2 separate regions of the Rattus norvegicus genome follow, and region 2 is linked to region 1. The links are chromatin contacts, called in public Hi-C maps. All regions are on one chromosome and are shown on one strand. The core of a region is the stretch at or near the end of the contact, and the rest is flanking DNA. Distances in the headings are between cores, read along the strand shown. Region 1 holds the start of Parp2 (poly (ADP-ribose) polymerase 2). Region 2 holds the start of Rnase4 (ribonuclease A family member 4).

Evidence for each region. Hi-C and Micro-C count contacts between places; a contact is called where the count stands out from the background.
Region 2: a Hi-C map of liver shows a contact between it and region 1, with 3 times the contacts expected there. The contact joins the promoter of Rnase4 here to the promoter of Parp2 in region 1. A contact is called at or near these places in 8 of 12 Hi-C or Micro-C datasets (Schwann cells, frontal cortex, kidney and 4 more) and 1 of 1 datasets of contacts at active chromatin or transcription factors (oligodendrocytes).

Annotation. Positions count from the first base shown.
Region 1 is chr15:26,504,931-26,509,860 of GRCr8, reverse strand. It overlaps Parp2 (poly (ADP-ribose) polymerase 2), which reads right to left and starts at 2,202. Exons shown (of 16, transcript NM_001106030.1): 1 at 2,129-2,202; 2 at 652-789; 3 at 294-364. The coding sequence starts at 2,168. It also overlaps Rpph1.
Region 2 is chr15:26,783,790-26,788,719 of GRCr8, reverse strand. It overlaps Rnase4 (ribonuclease A family member 4), which reads right to left and starts at 2,433. Exons shown (of 2, transcript NM_020082.2): 1 at 2,386-2,433. Trnap-ugg6 (transfer RNA proline (anticodon UGG) 6) reads right to left here and starts at 2,917; the gene lies at 2,846-2,917. It overlaps Trnat-ugu4 (transfer RNA threonine (anticodon UGU) 4), which reads right to left and starts at 4,885; the gene lies at 4,813-4,885. It overlaps Trnay-gua4 (transfer RNA tyrosine (anticodon GUA) 4), which reads right to left and starts at 4,006; the gene lies at 3,918-4,006. It also overlaps a transcript of Ang not described here.

The DNA.
Region 1 (4,930 bases), core at 953-3,452:
GAGTGCATCATATCTCCTAGAAATGGAGTCACAAATGGTTGTAAGTTGCCATGTGGGTGCTGAGAATCAAACCCAGGTCCTCTTGAAGAACAATAAATGCTCTTAACTACTGGGCCATTTCTCCAGGCTCAATATTCTGCTAAATTGAAACTCATCACCCCTACTTCTCAACTCTGGAGGAAAGTAATCACTGGCAATATTTTAGGAAGCATTTTTAGATGAGCGCCAATGATAGTCAGAGGGGAATCGAAATAAAACAAAAGAACTCTGCTTTCCGTTCCCGATGCTTTTACCTTTCCGACCTTGGATGTGCACTCTGGGTCCACAGGAGCTCGGCCCTTTACGAGCAGGGTCTTCACAGAGTCTGTGGGAACACAAACATGCACTGCCATTACCGATGTGGGGATCAAGAGAGCGGTTCCAGCTAGAAAGCGGTCATAATTAACTTCGCCCTTCTCCAGCAGTACAGGCTGCCTGCCTATCCTAATCCATTCAAACCTGAGAAAATAAAGATTCAGCAAAGTAGATTGGTACTGCAGAATGCCCAAGGGATAGAGAAATTAATTATGTCCTCAAAGAGGGAAGGAACAAACATCATCCCAATTCTTCCGGAGACTCGAGAGTTGTCCCACGTCCTCCCTGGTCCATTACCTTGCTTGCCTTTTGTCCTGTCTGTGTCCTCCCCTCCAGCCGCAGGCCCCTTTTTCTGGCACGTGCGCACTTTCTTGCCAGGAGGAGAGTCATCTGTTGCTCTGTTGCCATTATCAACTCTCTTGGCTTCATTTAGCACTGATGGCAGGAACAGTATAAAAGAATTACTACACTATGAATATGATGTAACTTGAACAACACTGAGGTGAAATAAAAGCACAGGAAAACTAGAGGGATGTGAAAAGGAAAGGCAGTCCCTCCTATCCCAGAGTCTGGTTGAAGCCTCTCTGCAGCGGAGAAGCAAGAATTCCAGCCCAACTAATGTGCTAGGAAGGCTGCTAACACAGATCTTCCGATATTTTCATGTTAAAATGACAATAAATTGGCTGACAGCCTGAATGACTATGACAATGGGTTTGGGTTCATTTCTCTCCCATTTTATGGGAGTCTTATACAGAGCACAAACATAGTTTATAGTGCTGATAACTTAACTTCCTGCATCCCTTATCATGTGGACTTGGACGCTGGAATTCTGTCAGATCCACCTCAGGAACTATGATCTCATTTAAATTATTTAACAACTCTCTGAAGAGCCAAAGATCGCAAATCTTACATACATGTCTACTATAAAGACAGTGAAGGGTGATGCTTCTCTGAGAAGCCACCCTCATGTTCTGTGGCGTCTCTCTTCCCAGGCATTTTTCTTTTAACCCTTGTGCTTAAAACGTATGTCGATATCTCCTTTAATAAACAAACTCCCAACTCTGGTCCATCTTGCGTACTCCTGAAAGTTCTTTCTACTTTAAAGCCAAGAATACTAGGTTTGCCTGAGTAGAGGTCTCTGGAAAACTTAAGTTTCTGTCAGAGACAGCAGAGTTGTCTCCTCCCTTGACTTCTAACAAACTTAAAAAACCAAAACAAGCGCAAAAAAACTCAAAAGGTTATTATTTCATTTTATGTGTATGGGTGTTTTGTCTGTATATATGTATGTGCACCATGTGCATGCTTGGTATATCTGGAGGTCTGGTAGGGTGGTCATGACCTGCCATGTAGATTTTTGGACTCAAACCTAGGCCCCCTGCAAGGGCAACAAGTGGCTTTTAGCACTGAGCTAACTCTCCAGCACCCCACTCCCCCCAAGAAAAAATGTCAGGGTCTCTCTATACAGCCCTGGCTGTCCTGGAACTCACACAGCTCCTCCTGCCTCTGCTTCACCTGTGCTAGCATTAAAGGTGTTAAGCCAACACGTCCACCAGGCTCTCATAAGTTCCTTTAAAGAAAGAATTTAAAGTGGCTAGAGAGGTGGGTCAGTGATGAAGAAGCTCCCCAGAGCTTCCAGAGGATCTGGATTTAAGTTCCATCTCTCACATGATAGATCACAACTGTGATCTATCTTTGTACTGAACTGTAATAAGAAAAAGCGAGGGGCTCCCTGTGACTGTAGGCCGAGCATTCTGCCTGCGAACTGAGTTCTCACCTCGTCTTCCACAGCCAGATCTCCGCCGCCGCGGCGCCATAGCGCTTGAAGGACGACGTCATCACCCTTTGCCGGGATGCGCGGGCTTCTGGTCCGGAGCTGGAGCCTGGGCTAGAGCGCATGCAAATTACACGCTGTGCTTTGTGGGAAGTCACCGTAAGTGTTAAATTCACTGTCTTTTGGAGTCTTATTATGGCGGCAGGTCTTCACACTCCTAGTGGGCGGGGGAAGCTCATCAGCGGGGCCACGCGCTGAGTGCTCGTCACTCTCTCGGCCCCTGGGAAGGTCTGAGACTGGGGCCTCCCGCGGCCCTAACCGGGCTCTCCCCGAGTGGGGAGGTGAGTTCCCAGAGAGCAGGGCTCCACGCGTGGGCAGACTGGGCAGGAGAAGCCCCCGGGTGGGCGGATGCCTCCCTCGCCGGGGCTTGGAACAGACTCACGGCCAGCAATTCGAGTTCAATGGCTGAGGTGAGGCACCTCGCGGGCCTCATAACCCAATTCAGACTACTCTCCCCCGCCTTTTTGGTTCCGGACGCTTTGTAACCCTTGCTCCTTGCTATGCACCCTCCCCCATTGCTGGATTACTGAGCTGTACTTTAACCATTTGTCTAGCAAAAATAAACGTAGCTCATACCTTCGTGTAGCTTGTTATTGGAAAATATACTTATCACAAAAGCAAAACGAACCTGTAGCTGTAAGAAGTACAATAGAAGGAAAATAGCATGTAATATCATAGGAAATCATAACAAAGGAGCAGTCTAGGAATTCTTCACGAAGTAAATGAGCAGAGTTGAGCTACATCTAAGGACACGGAGCAAAGAGAAGCAATTAAGATAGGGGTGGAATAGAGCTCATACCAAGCTCGGCTTTCCTTACAAAGGCCAGGAGCTGTGACTTAACTGGTGTGTAGACGCCTCAGATTGATGAATGACCAAACTCAAAAATAAAAACATTGTTTACAATTTCCTGTCCTAGTCTCCTCCAGATCTCCATCCAATTAACTCCGTGCCTGACGCCTCAGATTGATGAATGACCAAACTCAAAAATAAAAACATTGTTTACAATTTCCTGTCCTAGTCTCCTCCAGATCTCCATCCAATTAATTCCGTGCCTTCTTGAAAAGAGGCAAATAAATAAATAAGAAAAAATAAAAAGCACAAATGTACATACACAGAAACACAAACTCAGTAGAAAAAAAAGTCAGGTGTGGTGGCACACACCTTTAATCCCAGTGCTTGGGAGTCGGACCTCTGAGCTCAAGGCTAGCCTGGTCTGTAGGGTGAATTTGGGACATCCAGGGCTAGAGAAAAAGCCTTGTGAAAAAAACCAAAAGAATAAAAATTAAAGAAAAAAACACAAGAGACGTATATGCTCACTCGAGTGTGGAGGGGGGTGCACACGGTGTACACACACATACGCACACACCCCATATCAGTAGTGTGCAGAGTACCTTCCAGTACCATGAGAATTAGTTAGTTAGCAGGGATGAAAGCTCTAGATAGGTACTAGCTCAACCCCTCCATATTCAACGAGGTCTGTCAGTATCAGTTTTTTAGCAATACAACCTTACCATCAGTTTGCAAACAATGCTTTGGCAGTGGCCTGGGGGTTTCCATGGAGCCTCTTTGGCCAACAACTCACAAAGATGTAACCAGTTCCTGGCACTGCAGGCTTCTCTTGGGGGTGACAGATGTCTACTTGAGGCTTTCCTTTCATACATGTATGTGTGCTTTAAGAAGCTTCTACAGTAGTAGGTTTCCATGTGACCTGTACTTATTTGTCCCTTCCTGTGTCCCACCCCATCACCTCTCTTCTCCACCCCCTCCCCATTTAATCCTCCAGCTCCAGCCTCCCCTTGTTTCTCCATAGTTATATATTCTATTTCCCTTCACTTGGAGATCCTCCCTCCTTCCCTCCTCTCTCCTCCCTCCTTCTTCCTCCCTCCTCCCTCCTCCCTCCTCCTCCCTGACTCTATACCTAGCCTCTGTGGTTACATTGGATTGCAGCAGGCCTATGGAAGGATTAAAAGCTAACATCTACATATCAGAGAAGACATATTTGCCTTCTTAGGTCAGGGTTACCTTACTCAGGATGAATTTTCTCCCTAATTCCATCCATTTATCTGTGATTTTCAGAATTTCTTTGTCCTCTTCTTGTTCTTTCTTTCCTCCTTCTGTTCTTCCTCCTCTTCCTCCTTCTCTTCTTGTCTCCTCCTCCTCTTGTCCTCTCTTCTTCTTCACAGGGTTTCTCTGTGTAGCCCTGGTTTTTCCTGGGACTCACTCTGTAAACACGGCTTTGAATGCAGGGATTAATCCACCTCCCTCTTCCTCCCCAGTGCCAGGATTAAAGGTGTGTACCACCATTCCTGATCCCTAATTTCTTTTTATTTATATCTTTTTAACAGATAAGAAGTATTCCATTGTATGGAATACCATTGTATGGTACCATACTTTTTCCCCTGATCCATTATCTCTTGATGGACTTCTAAGGCTATTTCTAATTCCTGGCTATTATTAACAGCGACAATGAACATGGATGAACAAGTGTCTTTGTAATAGGATGAAGCTCTTGGATATGCCCAAGAGCGGTACATAACTGGAACTTGGGGTGGATCTGTTCTTGGTTTCCTGAAGAAATGCCACACTGATTTCCACAGTGGCTGTGCAAATCTTCACTTTCCCAGTAATAGATTTGTGCTTTCCCTTTCCTACATCTTTGCAGCATGAGCTGGCATTTGTTCTGTTGATCTTGGTCCTCTCATGTGGGTAAGATGGAGTAGTTGTGATTGGCATTTCCCTGATGC
Region 2 (4,930 bases), core at 1,184-3,683, 280 kb before region 1:
CAACACCGAATGCTCAGTGTGCAAACATAACGGGAATGGTGGTGCCTCTTTTAAATTAATCACACAGCGCTTTGACAACAGATGAGGACGGGCTGGGTTCTAGAGTCAGCAACCACTCATTGTTAGGAGAGCGGCCAGTCCATTGCGACACCCGGATGGCCTCATCGGTCTCCAGGGGAAATATCAGCCAACTCCATGGCCAGAGGTAACATATCAGTGTGGCCCTTTCTGATAAACAACTACAAAACAGAGGCACTTCACCCTCAGCCACAGCACACGCCCAGACACAAAATCCAGGGTCTGACACACTAACCTGCTCAAACGCAGGAACTTCCCTCTTTTAAGTTTTGCATTTTATTAAGGTGAAAGGAAAAACAGTGTGTGTGTGTGTGTGTGTGTGTGTGTGTGTGTGTGTGTGTGTGTGTGTGTGTTTTCCGGGACTCAGACCCAGGACCTTACATATGATAAGTAGATACCATTGAGCCACATCCAAGGCCTGAATATTGTATTTTTGTCAGTAATTTAAATTCATATAAAACAACTGACAATTTTAAAAAGTATTAAAAATTTTAACCTCTGGAAAGCCATCACCTTTCCTGGAATTTTTGTCTGTCTCTTCGCCAAGCCAGTAATATCCATGGACACATGAGGCATGAAATTCTTCTTCTAATAATTCTAGTGTTGGCATACTTCCCCCCTTTATACAGAGTGTGTATGTTTAATTCGGTCCTTAGGACGCATTATAGAGTGGAAGGTATGGGGACGCTGTCAACATTCCTTTACAGCACTGACATAATACTCAATGGGTAACGGAAGTAACAACTAAAAAAAGGAAAGCTCACAGGAGGCCCCCTGAGGAGTGGGTTCGCCACTGGTTCAGGGACCATGGAAACAAAGTCCTGATGATGTGTGTATGTTTCCAAACAAGATACAAAGTAAACAGTTACTTCAGGGCATACTGCGCTCTGGCTTACTTGTGGTTTGCAGCCACTCTGAAAATAACTGTTTACAGAGAATTCTTTACCCAAATGAACATATGGAGAACCTCAAGAGATGTTTTACCAGACTGCATCCATACGCTTTTTCAGTATCTGTGCTGCTGAAGCGAGCACATTGACACACTGTTTAATCCATGCATGGAGTCACACTAACAATGTCTCCAGGGGACAACTCCACAGCCTTTTGTGGGGTGCAGAAAGAGCGAGGGTGAGAGGGAAGCTCATGTACCCCTACAAGCTGAGCCATGGTTGAACTGATGGCTCTCCGAGGTCTGGGACTGTGGCTGGTTCACTTTTTCTAATCACCCCCTGTTAACCTAAGCTTCGATTCCACATTATCTAAACCACATTACTAAGGTCCCACCACCCCATGTGATCAAAATGAGACGATCTCTCCACCTTCGTTTTAAGGAAGAGGGAGTTGAAGAACAAAGAAAGGGACGTTACTTGACCGATGAGCATTTGGCGTTTCTGTGACCGGAAGATTTCCAGTGTACAACCCAACTTTTTTATCCCATCGGAATGATTTCTAGAAAAGTCAAAACTCATGTTTAAAGTAGTACTGACTAATTACTTAACACCGATTATTTCCATAAATCTCCCAGACATCTGATTTCTCCCTTTTATCATCATATTGTTTCTTGGGTTTAAGCCGCTGCGACTGGCAGCCCTGACTAACTCAGAGCTGGGTGGTGCTTGCTCTTTGAATAGCTGAGGCTGCTTTTCGGAGTTTGCCAGAGGCTTTTCAGACCGGTGTGCTAACTGAGGTTTCTAACGATTGCATGTATGAACTGGCTATAAGATTTCTACTATCACAGACGGAAGAACCTGGCCCACTGGAGATGTCCCAATATAAGCACAAGGTTTCTATCCTCCTTCTGAAACAGAGGCGCTCCATCACTGCACTGGCATGTGCTGTTTCAATCCCAACTACCCAGGAAGAAGGCATAGAGGATGCTGCTGACGCGTCTCCAAAAGTTTCACAACACAGTTAAAGATAAGTTAAGGGAGGGAGACAGGCAATGGAAAACGAAAACACCACTTCTGCTTGCACAACCTTGACAGACTTGCATCACAAATCTGATGTCGACCTAGGAACCCTCAAAATTTTCCCTGTCTGAGCGAACGAGGGCTGCTTGGAATTCCTCCCTTCGCAGATTCTGCGATCCCCTAGAGCCTGGGTTCTACACAATGACCATCCACGCTGGACTCTGGCAAGATGCGGAAAGTGAACTGTGGAAACCTGTGAGAACCGAATTGATCCCCACCACACCTCAGCTCTGTAATTAGACCGGAGAAGTTGAGAAGTCCTCTCCCAGGAGCCCCACAACTGTCCTTAGTAGGACTTCCATAGCTAAACCCTGGAGGGACAGGCGTAGAAACCCACCTGGACGCGGAACTGGAGATGACGGCTTTGTTTCTCACTCCTTTTTCCTGATGGGATGGCGAATAGAAGAAATGAGGTTTCCTTTGCAATCTCGTCGCCGATTTGGGTGAGGTCGCCGTTGCCTGGCCACGCAAACAGATTGGGGCGGGGTGCAGAGGAGTGGAGGGTGGGCGGTCCAGCCTCAGTGGCTGGGACCGCACCCCATTTCTTCCAAGGACGCTCCTCCCCGTTGGGCTGGCCGGCAAGACAGTTTAACCCCAACCACCAAGCAGACAATGTGGGTTTTTGCACAGAAATTGGACTGGTAGATGTCTCGAGGACCTCCAAGAGAAGCATCCGCGGCAGAAACACCAAGCCTGCCAAGGGGACGCTGGAACCTGGGAATTTGGTGCTACTGGCACGAGAAAGTTTGTCGTGAACTTTTGTCCAGGAGTTATCCAAGGACGAGGCAAAAAGTGCAGGGCTCGTCCGGGATTTGAACCCGGGACCTCTCGCACCCAAAGCGAGAATCATACCCCTAGACCAACGAGCCATAGCACAGTTCTGCTCTTTCGTGCTCGTCAGTCTAGCATGTTTTGACATAGGCTGTCTAGAGGCTTCAGCGGTTTCTTTTCTCTTTTCGTCTCTCACAGAGGAAACTTCTTTCGTATTATTTAATTTCCACCCTAACTTTGTCAAGTCCCACCCATTAATTCCGGACCTATCCCTTTTTATTCTCTATCCACGTCCGGGACAACTCAAGGCTCAGAATGGGATCAGAAGAGGCAGCTTTTCAGATTTCAAGTCACAGGCCTGCCTGATCACTTATTCCAGAAGGAGCCCGGAGCGAGCCGGCTTAGCGCTGCGATCTCCGGGTGGAGCCCAGCTGCAGGGTACTTGCGGGCACAAAAATCTTACAGGCAGGCGGGACAACAAAATACTGAGGGCAGGAGGAGGCTGCGGGTAGCCAGTTAGACTGGCGGCCGATAAGTTTGCTCTTGTCTTGTGATTCTGTAGACCTTCGCGGTTTTCCTGAATCAGAACTGCGTTTTCAACCTCACTCCCTTTGTTTACAAAGTATTCCATCCGACCTGGACTCTACACTCTTCCAGCCTCGTCTCCAACACAGGTCAAATGCTGCATGAAATACCTAAACGAGTAAAGTGTCTCTTTGCCAGTTAGTGGGGCAATCGCCGGGGTCAGTTAGAGGTTTTGTTCGGCAAATCAGGGTCCTGCGGGTCATCAGAGCGCTAAAAACGGGTACACAAACATGTCCACAAGGTTCTGTACCTTGCGGTCTTTGATGTCTGGACTTCGGACAATGGGCAGCACAGTAGACTCGAAAACTAAAAGTAAACAACGAGAGAGCCAGAGAAACCAAACTCCAAGATTCATTTTCTTTTTCGTAACTGTTTGATTACAGGTAGATAGTGATTGCGCGTTTTGACCATTTCCAGAGAGGAGAGATTGTTGATAAGTTAGGACGATCAATAGTGGCACGTTGAACAAAGGACCGGAGTTTATCTCAGGAAATAGCCCAAAATACAGGCTACTCCTTCGAGCCGGAATCGAACCAGCGACCTAAGGATGGCTGTAATGAACCTGCTACAGTCCTCCGCTCTACCAGCTGAGCTATCGAAGGGAAGCACGGGGATCCTCCTTCAGAAAGTGGTATTCAGTAGGTAGGTAACCACCGCGGCCTAGGCCCGGCGGATGGCAGTGCGTGACTGGTGGGTGCCTTGAGCGAGAAGCTACAGACGCCCTGCCGGGGTCGCGGTCCGGCCCTCCGGACGAAGTCAGAGCTCTGAGGACGCCCGCCTCCGAGTGCGTGCGTGCAGGCGGTGAAGCGAGCAGCCGAGATCCGAGAACGAGCGCTCTGCACCCAGTCCGCGCGACACTCTACAAACCCACTCTGCGGGATGGCATGGATTGATGCCGCCACAGCTAGGAAACCCAGGGACTGGAGGCGTGGCTTGGCGGTAGCGTGGTTAGCCTGAGATCCCAGGTTTAGCCTCAGCACCTAACGATAAAGAAGCTCTTCTGAGAGAAAGGCCATTCCTCTTACAGAAAGTCATAACCACGGCCTCTTTGAGTTCATTCCCTGGTTTAGTGACCAAGGTCTCACGTCAACTGCGGTACTCTATTTCCTGCGCGAGACAGTGAAGTATGGAGGCCTGTGTGCGGACTTAGCCTCCCGGTACAGCACGCGGTTGCCAGTCCTCCCCCTTTCCCTCCGGCCTAGCTCTTGCAGGGAGGTCAACCTTCTCCTGCGTCCAATCTTAGCGCGGTGCGCTCAGCAGGCTGTCGGAGACTTTGTTAGAGCGCAGAGTGCGGACCTGCACTCGAGCTCCGCAGCGAGAGTAAAATTTTATCGCGTCTTGCTTGAATAACTTGGCGACAGAGAGCTTTGGGCTAGGAAATCCGGAGCTCAAAAGTCTACGTTGACTTAGGCCCCAGCGAGATTTGAACTCGCGACCCCTGGTTTACAAGACCAGTGCTCTAACCCCTGAGCTATAGGGCCACACGAACCGTCCTTTCTCTTTTTCTTAGAAAAGGATACAGTGCT